Regions from separate parts of the Rattus norvegicus genome. Here all the other regions are linked to region 3. Evidence: chromatin contacts called from public Hi-C data. All regions are on one chromosome and are shown on one strand. The core of a region is the stretch at or near the end of the contact, and the rest is flanking DNA. Distances in the headings are between cores, read along the strand shown.

Evidence for each region. A called contact is a pair of places that touch in the nucleus more often than the background predicts.
Region 1: a Hi-C map of mammary epithelial cells shows a contact between it and region 3, with 4 times the contacts expected there. The contact joins the promoter of Mcfd2 here to the enhancer-like site in region 3. A contact is called at or near these places in 3 of 12 Hi-C or Micro-C datasets (kidney, liver and mammary epithelial cells).
Region 2: a contact with region 3 is called in a Hi-C map of the A7r5 cell line, with 11 times the contacts expected there. The contact joins two enhancer-like sites. A contact is called at or near these places in 12 of 12 Hi-C or Micro-C datasets (the A7r5 cell line, the Rat2 cell line, Schwann cells and 7 more) and 1 of 1 datasets of contacts at active chromatin or transcription factors (oligodendrocytes).

Annotation. Positions count from the first base shown.
Region 1 is chr6:13,026,557-13,029,707 of GRCr8, forward strand. Mcfd2 (multiple coagulation factor deficiency 2, ER cargo receptor complex subunit) reads left to right here and starts at 1,494. Exons shown (of 4, transcript NM_139253.2): 1 at 1,494-1,562.
Region 2 is chr6:12,980,310-12,983,382 of GRCr8, forward strand. All of the region lies in intron 5 of Ttc7a (tetratricopeptide repeat domain 7A), which reads right to left. Among named protein-coding and RNA genes, the nearest start is that of Ttc7a, 34 kb to the right of the region's middle. Within about 2 kb of position 1,517, at least 60 of the 93 cell types and tissues checked have an H3K27ac peak or open chromatin away from gene starts, as enhancers often do. A contact at or near this core is called in the A7r5 cell line and liver, where this site is marked.
Region 3 is chr6:12,711,300-12,714,520 of GRCr8, forward strand. No RefSeq gene overlaps it. Among named protein-coding and RNA genes, the nearest start is that of Epcam, 63 kb to the left of the region's middle. Within about 2 kb of position 1,937, at least 63 of the 93 cell types and tissues checked have an H3K27ac peak or open chromatin away from gene starts, as enhancers often do. A contact at or near this core is called in the A7r5 cell line and liver, where this site is marked.

The DNA of each region.
Region 1 (3,151 bases), core at 244-2,743, 310 kb after region 3:
CTTGGGAGGCAGAAGCACGTGGATCTGCGTCTGAGGTCAGCCTAGTCCACAGCAAGTTCCAGAACAGCCAGAGCTACACAGAGCTCCTGTCTCAAAAAACCAAACCAAACCAAACCAAACTAAACCAAACCAAACCAAACAGAAAGGTAGGTCTGGGAGGTGGAAGGTGAAGGACAGAGGATCAGGAGTTCCAGGCTACCCTCAGTCCAGTTCCTAGTCACTGAGTTTCTTTTTTTTTTTTTTTTTTTTTTGGTTCTTTTTTTTCGGAGCTGGGGACCGAACCCAGGGCCTTGTGCTTCCTAGGCAAGGGCTCTACCACTAAGCTAAATCCCCAACCCCAGTTACTGAGTTTCTTAAAGGGCCATAAACTACCTGTATTTATAGCTCCCAAGACAATGGAGCGTAGGTAGAATGCAGTCTGGATGGAGGCGCAGAGTACCCGGAACGAACTGGATCAAACTAATCTAAGCTTCAGAATGAGATGGAATGTTGTGTTAATATCTTAGGGACTAAGAGGTTTTTCTCTCCCTATAGGATAATGTTGAAACCTTAATCTTGGAAGTGGGACAAAGGCGGTGCTGTTGGCCAATTTTCAAGGCCTCAAGGAAGTAGGGAAGGCTTTGATATAATCTCTCTCCCCTTTTGATGTAGGAGCAGCTAAAAAAAAAAGATTATGTATCTTCATGGATACAAAGGAGAGAAGGTATTTTAAAATGTACAATCCTGTATCCATCTGGATTTATACACATTCACTGAAAGACAGTTTTGTTAGGAGTAAAGGGCAGGATCGTTTTTTGAAAGTATATTGTCTTCTCTAGAAAAGAACACCCGGTTTCGGCTAGGTGATTAAGAGCACTGGCTTTTCAGTCCCCACCACCCACATGGCACCTCACAACTGTCTAACTCCAGTTCAGGGGATCCCACACTCTCTGGTCGGACACCAATGTACATAAATTTAAAAAGTAAAGAAAACAAAACCAGCCGATTTCAGGAACTTTACTAGCTGGGTCGCCCATAAGTCTTGGAGCTTGAGGCTGTGGCTCAGGAATAGAGCAAAGAAAAAACGGAAGCAGGTCATTCATGGAAACGCAGGGTCCTTGGCGGGCACCGGCTGCCTCATTGGACAGGAGTTAGGGGTTTTACACTCTTCTTCGGTGTGAAGTGCGGGGAGAGGGGCAAGAGCACGGTCAAAGAATAGAGAAGGCGAGGCTGGCCAACCTCTGAGTCCGCTCCTCCGTATCCTGCAGCCCAAAACTCCTGTGGTGCCTCTTCCCGGGGCTTCAGGGTTGCCTAGCAACTCGCACGCCTGGACGCTCCAGGGCTAAGCAGCAGGGTGTCGCCCTCAGGAGGCAGATCCGGCGCGCCAGCCACAGGGGACACGTGGACTCAATGGATCGGGCCGCGCAGGGGGCGGGGCCGACGGCTCCCGGGGCGGTGGGAGGCTGTGCGCCTGCGCGGCTGACCGAGGGGCGGGTCCGGCGTGCGGAGAAAAAGCGTCAGGGGGACGGCAGCTGGCAAGGTTCATCCAGAAGTGCTTCGCGACTGCGTCAGGGATTATCAGGGTGAGCGAACCGGCGGGCGGGAGGCCTGACCCTTGGAGCAGAGGTCGGTCGGTGGCTCCCGGGCCTGGGACTCGGGATGGGAGGCCAGGGCGGCAGGGTGGAGGATGCCGACCGTCCGGGCACAGTGGGACCTGTGGCCCACGGCAGCCGCCTGTCTTCCGAGAGGGTTTCGGGGCCAGACGTGTCTGGCTGGCGGAGTCCCGCGCTGCTGTTTTCGCTCACCCCATTCCCGGGCGTCTAAGTGTCTGGCTGTAGGGTCAGCTGTGTGGACTTGTCACGTACCCCGGCTGGCCTAGAAGCACGAGGGCCACAGGCGTTACTCCATCTGTCCCTGGCTCCCCATCTGCCCCTGGCTCCCCCATCTTCCTCGGGGCAGACCCGCAGGTCCTGTTGTCTCGGCGGGGTTGGCTAGGTTGAGCCTGGGAGGTTAGGAAGACAAGGGATGCTCGTTTCTCTTGTTTTCCTTTTCTGGAAAACCTCCATCCACACATGTGCCCAAACCAGAGGCCTAGGCATCAATCTCGCCTACACTCGTCAAATACATTGAACCCATTCAGAACTCTCACTTTTCCAGACACCTTGCCTTAACAATCAGCTCCTCTTTCTGCTCCGTTGATATTTACTGATACTCTTCCACGTGTCCAATACAGGGAGCTAGAGACACGCTCTTGAAACAAATCTCTTATGCTCCTCCACCCTGCCCCATTCCCTGGTTCTTCTGTGGATTCTCTTTGCCCTTCTAAGCCCTTCCACAGGCCTACCATACCTGTGTGACTCACTGTCTTTGAACTTTACTCAAGACCTGTCCCTCAACTGAATATTCTGCAGCTACATTGGACCCAAGTCATTTCTGAGTTTAGGCGTTCACCGCCATATGTTCTGTCTATGAGGGGAATACATCGTTTTTGGTTGAAATATTTCTTCTCATGCTTTCTGTGGATGGGGGTTTATGTGGTACCCCTTGAGTGTCTCTTTGGTGATCTCTGTTTTGTATTAAGCTGTCATCTATGAGAGAGGAGTCCACCTGTTCTCACAACCCTCACAGTTCTGCTCTTCCTATGTTACTAGGCTGTTAGTTAAAGGGTAGCATGCTTTTCCTTTGGAATCCCCCAATGAACAAGTGGATCAAAATATTAAACACCAAATTGTTCAGGACAAATTCTCAACCTCAGCCCAGGTAAAGGTTTCTTTAACTGGGAGACTTATGGTTGGTTTTACTTCAAGAGCAAGGAGACAACCAGGACTAGTCAATTTTCATTGGCATTGGCTCTGGGTACAGGATAGATATCTGGGTGTTGTCAAATGTGAAAATTCCTAAGAGCCTCTGACTTAGAAAAAGGCTGCCAACAGCTGCTAGGAGGAAAGCTCACTCCCTGATAGGAATAATGACACAATGGGAGGAGAGGGTGGGCCAGGCCCTTCCCAGGAGCAGGCATGCTCCAAACGGAGAGCTCGGCCTAAGACCAGGGCCTTGGAGATGAAGTACTGTGCCACATCTCACCTTATTCTAACCACATTGTCCCAGGCCAGCTCAGCATTGGTACACAAATGAGAGGAAAAAGAAACATAGGAAGGAAGAAACAGACAAG
Region 2 (3,073 bases), core at 267-2,766, 270 kb after region 3:
AGAAACAACCCATACAAGAGTTCCAGTGGTCAGGACCACACAGGAGATTTGGGATCTGAGCCTCGGTTGCTTGGCTCTCCCATGCTGAGAATGCCCCCTGCCTCAGCTTGCCCCTCTAAGAAACGTCTCGGTAGGGGTTCTCAAAAGGCCCAGCCTGCAGCTGCCTGTGCTGGGTGGAGCTGGGGTTTTCCCGGTCCTTTCTGGCTGCCCTGTGAGAAGCCAGCTTGAAAGATCTCTTTGTTCTGGTCTCTCCTGATGACCTTTGTGAGCCAAGCTGCCCACTTTTAACAGTATCCAAACAGAGCCTCAAACAAACCCTGGCCCAGAAACAGGCTGCATGGGGAGAAGCCAGGAAGCCGGTTATTCCAACTCAAGTCAAGTCCAACTGGTCAAGAGGCGGGTGGTGGGGGCGTTAGCAGCTCAGCCAACAGAGGAGTCCAGGAGGAAGGTGGGAGTAACAGCAGTGCGGTAGCCCCCTCCACCCCCACCCCCACCCCAGCCAGCAGTTCAGCTCCCACCCCACCCCCAGCCAGCAATGCATCTCCCTCTACCCTCTACCCTCCCAGCCAGCAGTGCAGCTCTCCCACCCCAAGCAGTGCACCTCCCCCATCCCCTGACCCCTGACCCCCTACCCCCCCCCCCAGCCAGCAGTGCAGCTCCCCCACCACCATTCCTGGCAGCCAGCAGTGCAGAGTTTTCCAAAGCCCTTGACAGTTTTCAGTCTACAGAACTTCTCACAAGGCTCCATGAGCCCAGCGTAAGCAGAACTCACGATGTGCTCAATGCCCTTAAGAAATTTGAGCTCACGCCTCTAATCCCAGCACTCGGGAGGCAGAGCCAAGCAGATCCCTGCGCTCAGCCTGGCCTACACAGCGAACTCCAGGACAGCCAGGGCTACAGAGAACCTGTCTCTTATTTATCATAAAAAAGAAGTTACCGTCGTGGGACAGGCTGCTGCGGCTCAGTGGTAGAGCACTTGCAAGCATGTAGGCTGACCTGCAATGCCCCCCAACACCAGCAAATGTAACTAAATAAAATACCCCCACCCAACCCCTTCTAATAGAGAACTGAAACCTGGAAGATGCCTGTCTTTCTGGGTGTCGCCTACCCAAGGCCAAGAGGCTGACACCAGCACTCTCGACTCTGAGACCCTGGAGACACACCTGTCTCCTCACTGTGCGCTCACCCCAGTTCACCATGCCATGACCAAGTGCTTTCTTTCTGCACGTACCCGGCCAGCTGCACTGTGGGTAACTGCAGTCATTGTGGAGCAAAGGGAGAGGCTGTATGAGTGACTCGCACCCACCCTTGGCTGTGTAGAAGGCATCTGCTTCCTGCTGCTTGCCTCATTTCCTGGGAACTCATCGGAAGCAAAAGCGCTTTGCACACAGTAGGTGCTCAACGATGAGAACATGATTGGAAATAAAATGATATATTAGTAAGAACTGATCACTGAGAGGTTGTACAAACAACCCTCATCAGAAGTTCCCATTTGAGGGCTGGCACAGTCCACAAGAGACTTCGGGTCAAGTACCCAGGATAGTGTGGCAATGTGGCAGGTCCCAGCTACCAGAGGACAAGGTCAGGGGAAGTTCAACGGTTATCCCGCTGCTCGTTTTCAACACAGACCCAAATCGTCTGCCTCAAAACCCACAAACTTCCACCTTGAGTCAAGCTGAGCATGGAAGACAGAGGTCGTCAGACACAGAGTTCACGCAAACATCGGACTTTCTTTTCCAACAGGTCGGGGAAAGTTCAGGAAGTGGGCACAAACAAATACAGGCTGTGCCCTGAGGGAGGTCTTCCTGTCCCCCCAGAGCAGACACAGAAAGCTGAGAGACAGCACAAGCTTTGCTGGTGAGTCTTCCAGGTCTCTGAACCCAGTGAGAGCAACCCTGTCCCCTCCCCCAGGCCTGCAGACACATGCACTGAAAACAAGACAGGACTGCCAATCATCTAAAGTCACACTTCACACTGGAGTGAGCTCCTGACAGACAAGTCAGGGCAACTTGGGGTTAGGGGTTTGATTGATTGACTGATTGATTGATCTATTGATTACCGAACTAACGGAGCCCCTAGCCAGGGTGGCAGTGAAGTGACTCCCTTGGAAAGCCCTCTGTTCTCTCATTTGGGCGCAATGTAAAGAACTTGTCTTAGGAATGAAAGCAGCGCATTACAAAGCACACAGACCACCTGGCTCAACCTCACTCCAACCTGAGCAGAAAATGGGTTCTGCCAGCTCTAGGCAGAAGGAAGGGGAACAAGAACCCAGAGAGAAATGTCCCCTTGCCCGCGATGGGTGTCGCAGCAGAGTTGCTCTGGTTCCTGTTTTTGGCAGGTGCCTGAGGGCCCTCGGTCCTGTGTGGTTAGAGATAGGACTGCCAGCTTTCTCAGCTCACGTGGTGTTGCCTTGTCCCCTCCCAGTCCCCTGTTGCCACACCTCAGGAGCTGCTCAGTGCTGGCCCACGCTCCTTCCCGAGGCTTCTCCGCAGGCAGGACTCTAGGTCAGTAATGCGCCCCCTCCCGGAGGCTCAGGAACCAAAGAACTGCCTGGGGCGGGACTCCAAGTGGAATCCAGCCCTGCCCTCTAGTGGCGCAGACGGGAAGTGACGGCCCCAGGCTTTCTGGCCCCAATCCTGTTCACAGGATGCTTTTTATGCTCGGGCGTTCTAATTGGGCTCCGTTAGTTAGTTAGCAACACTATTACCAGAGCACAAAAGACAGGATCATCTGGAGGGAATCAGCTGCTAAGTCAACAGGGCAAGGCCCTTGGAAAAAGTGAGAGTTGTTCAGACGTATGAGTAACTGGGCACCAGACTTGGCCGGCACGAAAGGGGCGTAGGCTTTTGAAGATCAGAGTGTGAGGGAAGCTGTGAGGATCGAGCGAATGCCGCCTCCTGTGCACAGTGGACAAGACCCGACTGAGCAGGGGACAGCAAAGGCAGAGTTGGGGGGGGGGGTAGGTGAGTGCTCTGTGAGGTTTGTCTCCACCCCATTCTCAGCAGAGGCTCCAACCCCAGGACCAGGCCAAGACTCCTAAAGGAACCCTTGGACCCAGAGCAGCACCACCTCT
Region 3 (3,221 bases), core at 687-3,186:
TGAACTCAGGGCCTCTGGAAGAGCAGTTGGTGCTCTTAACCACTGAGCCATCTCCCCAGCTCCCCACCTACATATTTGTTTCATGACCAAGCCAGCTCCATCAGTCAGCAGGTTCTCTAAGGCAGGAGCGAGGATTAAAAAGAAAAGGACAATTCGACAACATTTAACATGACCCCAGCCAGTTCGGAGGCTGAAGCAGATGTTTTATTTTCCAATCAGCTTTTATACCATTTTAATTACCTGCAGAATAAGATCAGTTCTCGGTCAAGGAATGAGCAAGCCACCACCAGTGACACACTTCCCTAATGACCAAGCATTCAGATATGAACCTACAGGGGCCATTTCTATTCAAACCACCACATTCACCATGTTTCCCACCTCCCCACGATAGCAAGTTGCAAGGAGATTGCATTCAAAATTTGTCTTTACCCATAATCCACCACCATGGCTTAGGAAGGCATCTGCTGGAGGTGTGATAGACAAATAATTTGGCTTATTTTCTATAAAAAAAATAAAGGAAAGGAAAGAGAGAGAGAGAGATACAGAGGAAACCTTAACACAACTGATGAAGTAAAAATTGCCTACAGAAGCAGTGTTTTCCTAAAGTTTTGTCTCAAACGAGAATGATCTAAACAACAAATATACAATGCCTGCTTAAAATTGCATTTACTAATTGCATGTGTGCATGAAATAGCACATGTGTGAAGTCAGAGGACACCTGGCAGGACTTGGTTGGTCCCCTCTGTTCCCCTGTGGGTTATGGCGTCCAACTCCGGTCCTCGGGCAGCAAGAGCCCTGTCTTCGTCCTTGCTCTGTGATTGCTATGTGCTACTCGAGTTTCTGGAAGATCGTTTAGCCCTGGGGACCCTCCGCTGTCCCCCTTTTGGGAACCCCGTTCATGTTTTGGTGACCTTTCTGGCGTCTGATTGCCAAGAGGAGGAGTTTGTAGCCAAGAGTCACTTCCTCTACCTTCAAAAACAATGAACATTTAAATGAACTCCAATAGAGTCCGGGGCCCCTGGGAACACCGAGGACCGTGGCTTCTCCAGTCCTGGTGGGGATAGTGTCTGTCACCCGGACTTCAGGTCGTTACTATAGACTGCAATCTATTCTTACGTGATTTTGTTCGTATCCTTTCCTTCCTTTTTATTTCTCTTTTGTTTGTTTGTTTATTGTTTTAAGACACGGTTTTCCTGCGTAGCCCTGGCTGTCTGAACACTCCATCTACCTCTTGTGTGCTAAAAGCTAATGTGCTTCTTCCCCAACTAGACAGTTGGTGGGATTTTTGTTTGTTTGTTTTCTGGTTACTGTGTTTCCAACTGAGGCCTAGTGGCGCCCACTGAATGTTTCTTAGCGGTGCCTGTCCTGTGGTTCTCTGCTGTGTTTTCGCTTTCTGCCCATATGGTCCTTGTTAGTGGTACATGAGGGTGGGGCACGCCAAGTCTAGAAAGTTGTTCCCAGGCCAGTGAAGATTGTGGTTCTTCACAAGTTGTGGCGCATGTCTGTAATCCCAGCGTTTGTGAAGCAGAGGCAGGAGGATTAAGTGTTTTAAAGCCAGATGGAGCTGCATAGTGAGACATGTCTCAAAAATAAATAAATAAAATTAAAATTAAGTGGCATTCTTTCTTTAGCTCAAGGTTCAAAATTCACTGGGATTGAAGTGGTTTTTTCTTGTTTGTTTGTTTGTTTGTTTGTTTGTTTTGTTTTGCTTTGTTTTAGTACGGGGGGGGGGGACAAAAGAGCCTTTTGAGCAAGCTGGAGTTTCCCTGACCTTGTAGAAAGAAGGGTGGGGCGGAAACACTTTGCTAGTTGCAGTTCCACATTCATCCACTGAGCGGCAGTATTGCTCCACAAGGAAGAACCAGATGATGCCATACTGGTGATGCAACTAGGCTCCCGGAATGACGCTTGCTAGCATTTATTGAAAGGCAAGAATGCGCCGGCTTTTATAAAACAGTAGGCAACAATTACAGGAGATGGGGCGGTGAGACATCGTCTCGCTATGAAACATATTTCGACAGTGAAATAAAAGCACGTGAGAACGATTAGATGACATTTCCAGTGTCTCATGATTAGTGAGTGAACGGCTACGCTAAATTCAGACTTTGTCTGCTCTCCCGACCTCAATGTCATGACTGAAATCATCCTAGCAGCAACCTGCCAGCGCTGTGCCCACACCGCGAGCGCCTGTCACTTGTCTGGCCCAATTTACCATCTTTCAATAATCTAAATTAAAACTGGGGGCCACTGGCTTGGATCTAAAATTGTAAAATGGGTTATTGAACTGCCAGCCTGGAGCCCAGAGACCTCTCTTCTGTGTGCACAAGGACAGAGGAGGGACAAGAGATGTGCCTTCCGGACTGCTCTCTCTGGTTTTCATTTCGTGCTTGCACAGCTGCGGGAGGGCTGGAGGGCGAATCTGTTCCACTGCCACAGCCTTTCAACGGCTCTGGTAGCTTTCAGGGGCAAAGTCTCTCTCCTAAGCTCCCTCCCTAACCTGCTTAGTTGTTTCTCTGCTTCCCCATTACCTCACAAGCTCCTCAGCCCTTCTTAGAGCTGCAGCCCATTCTAGAGACCCAGAGTGATGCCACCCCACCCCAGGCTGTTAGTGAGATGGGACCACCAACATGCAGCTGGCACACAGGAGGGGACTAGTAGTGTTGTCTTCCCTCCCCCCATGCTTGGATAGGACAGTACGACCTACAAGGGCCAATCCGTGTGACAGCATGTTCTACACAGTGTTGCTATCCTTGGGCAAACACTTCCAGGCACAGCAAACAGGGACATTATGTCACTCAAGCTGATGCAGAAGAAGGCATTTCCTAGACTTTTTCCCCTTCCTCTTTTTTTACCTCTTATATTCTTGAAAAGTAAATAAATTCCCTGTAAACTCCTAGATGCTTACCACTGGCCACAGAGTAATGGTCACCTGGCTGTCCCCACGGGTTGAAGCCAGTGCTGTACCTGCAGTCGAGTCTTTAGAACATTAGCTGGCCGACCGCGATCGGCAGAGACGGGGAAGCCGTAAGCATGGGCTGGTCATTCCGGGGCCCTGTCATCTGACTCAGCCTTGTCAAGAGCACGAGGAAGCGCAGAAGACTCGCTTTCCTCAGATGTGGAGCCTGCTGTTTCAAACTACAGGGCTTGAGACAGGGCAAAGCCCAAGCAGAATGGCGACCTGCTGATTTTGCGGGCTGAAGACCACGCTCAGTCTCAGAAAT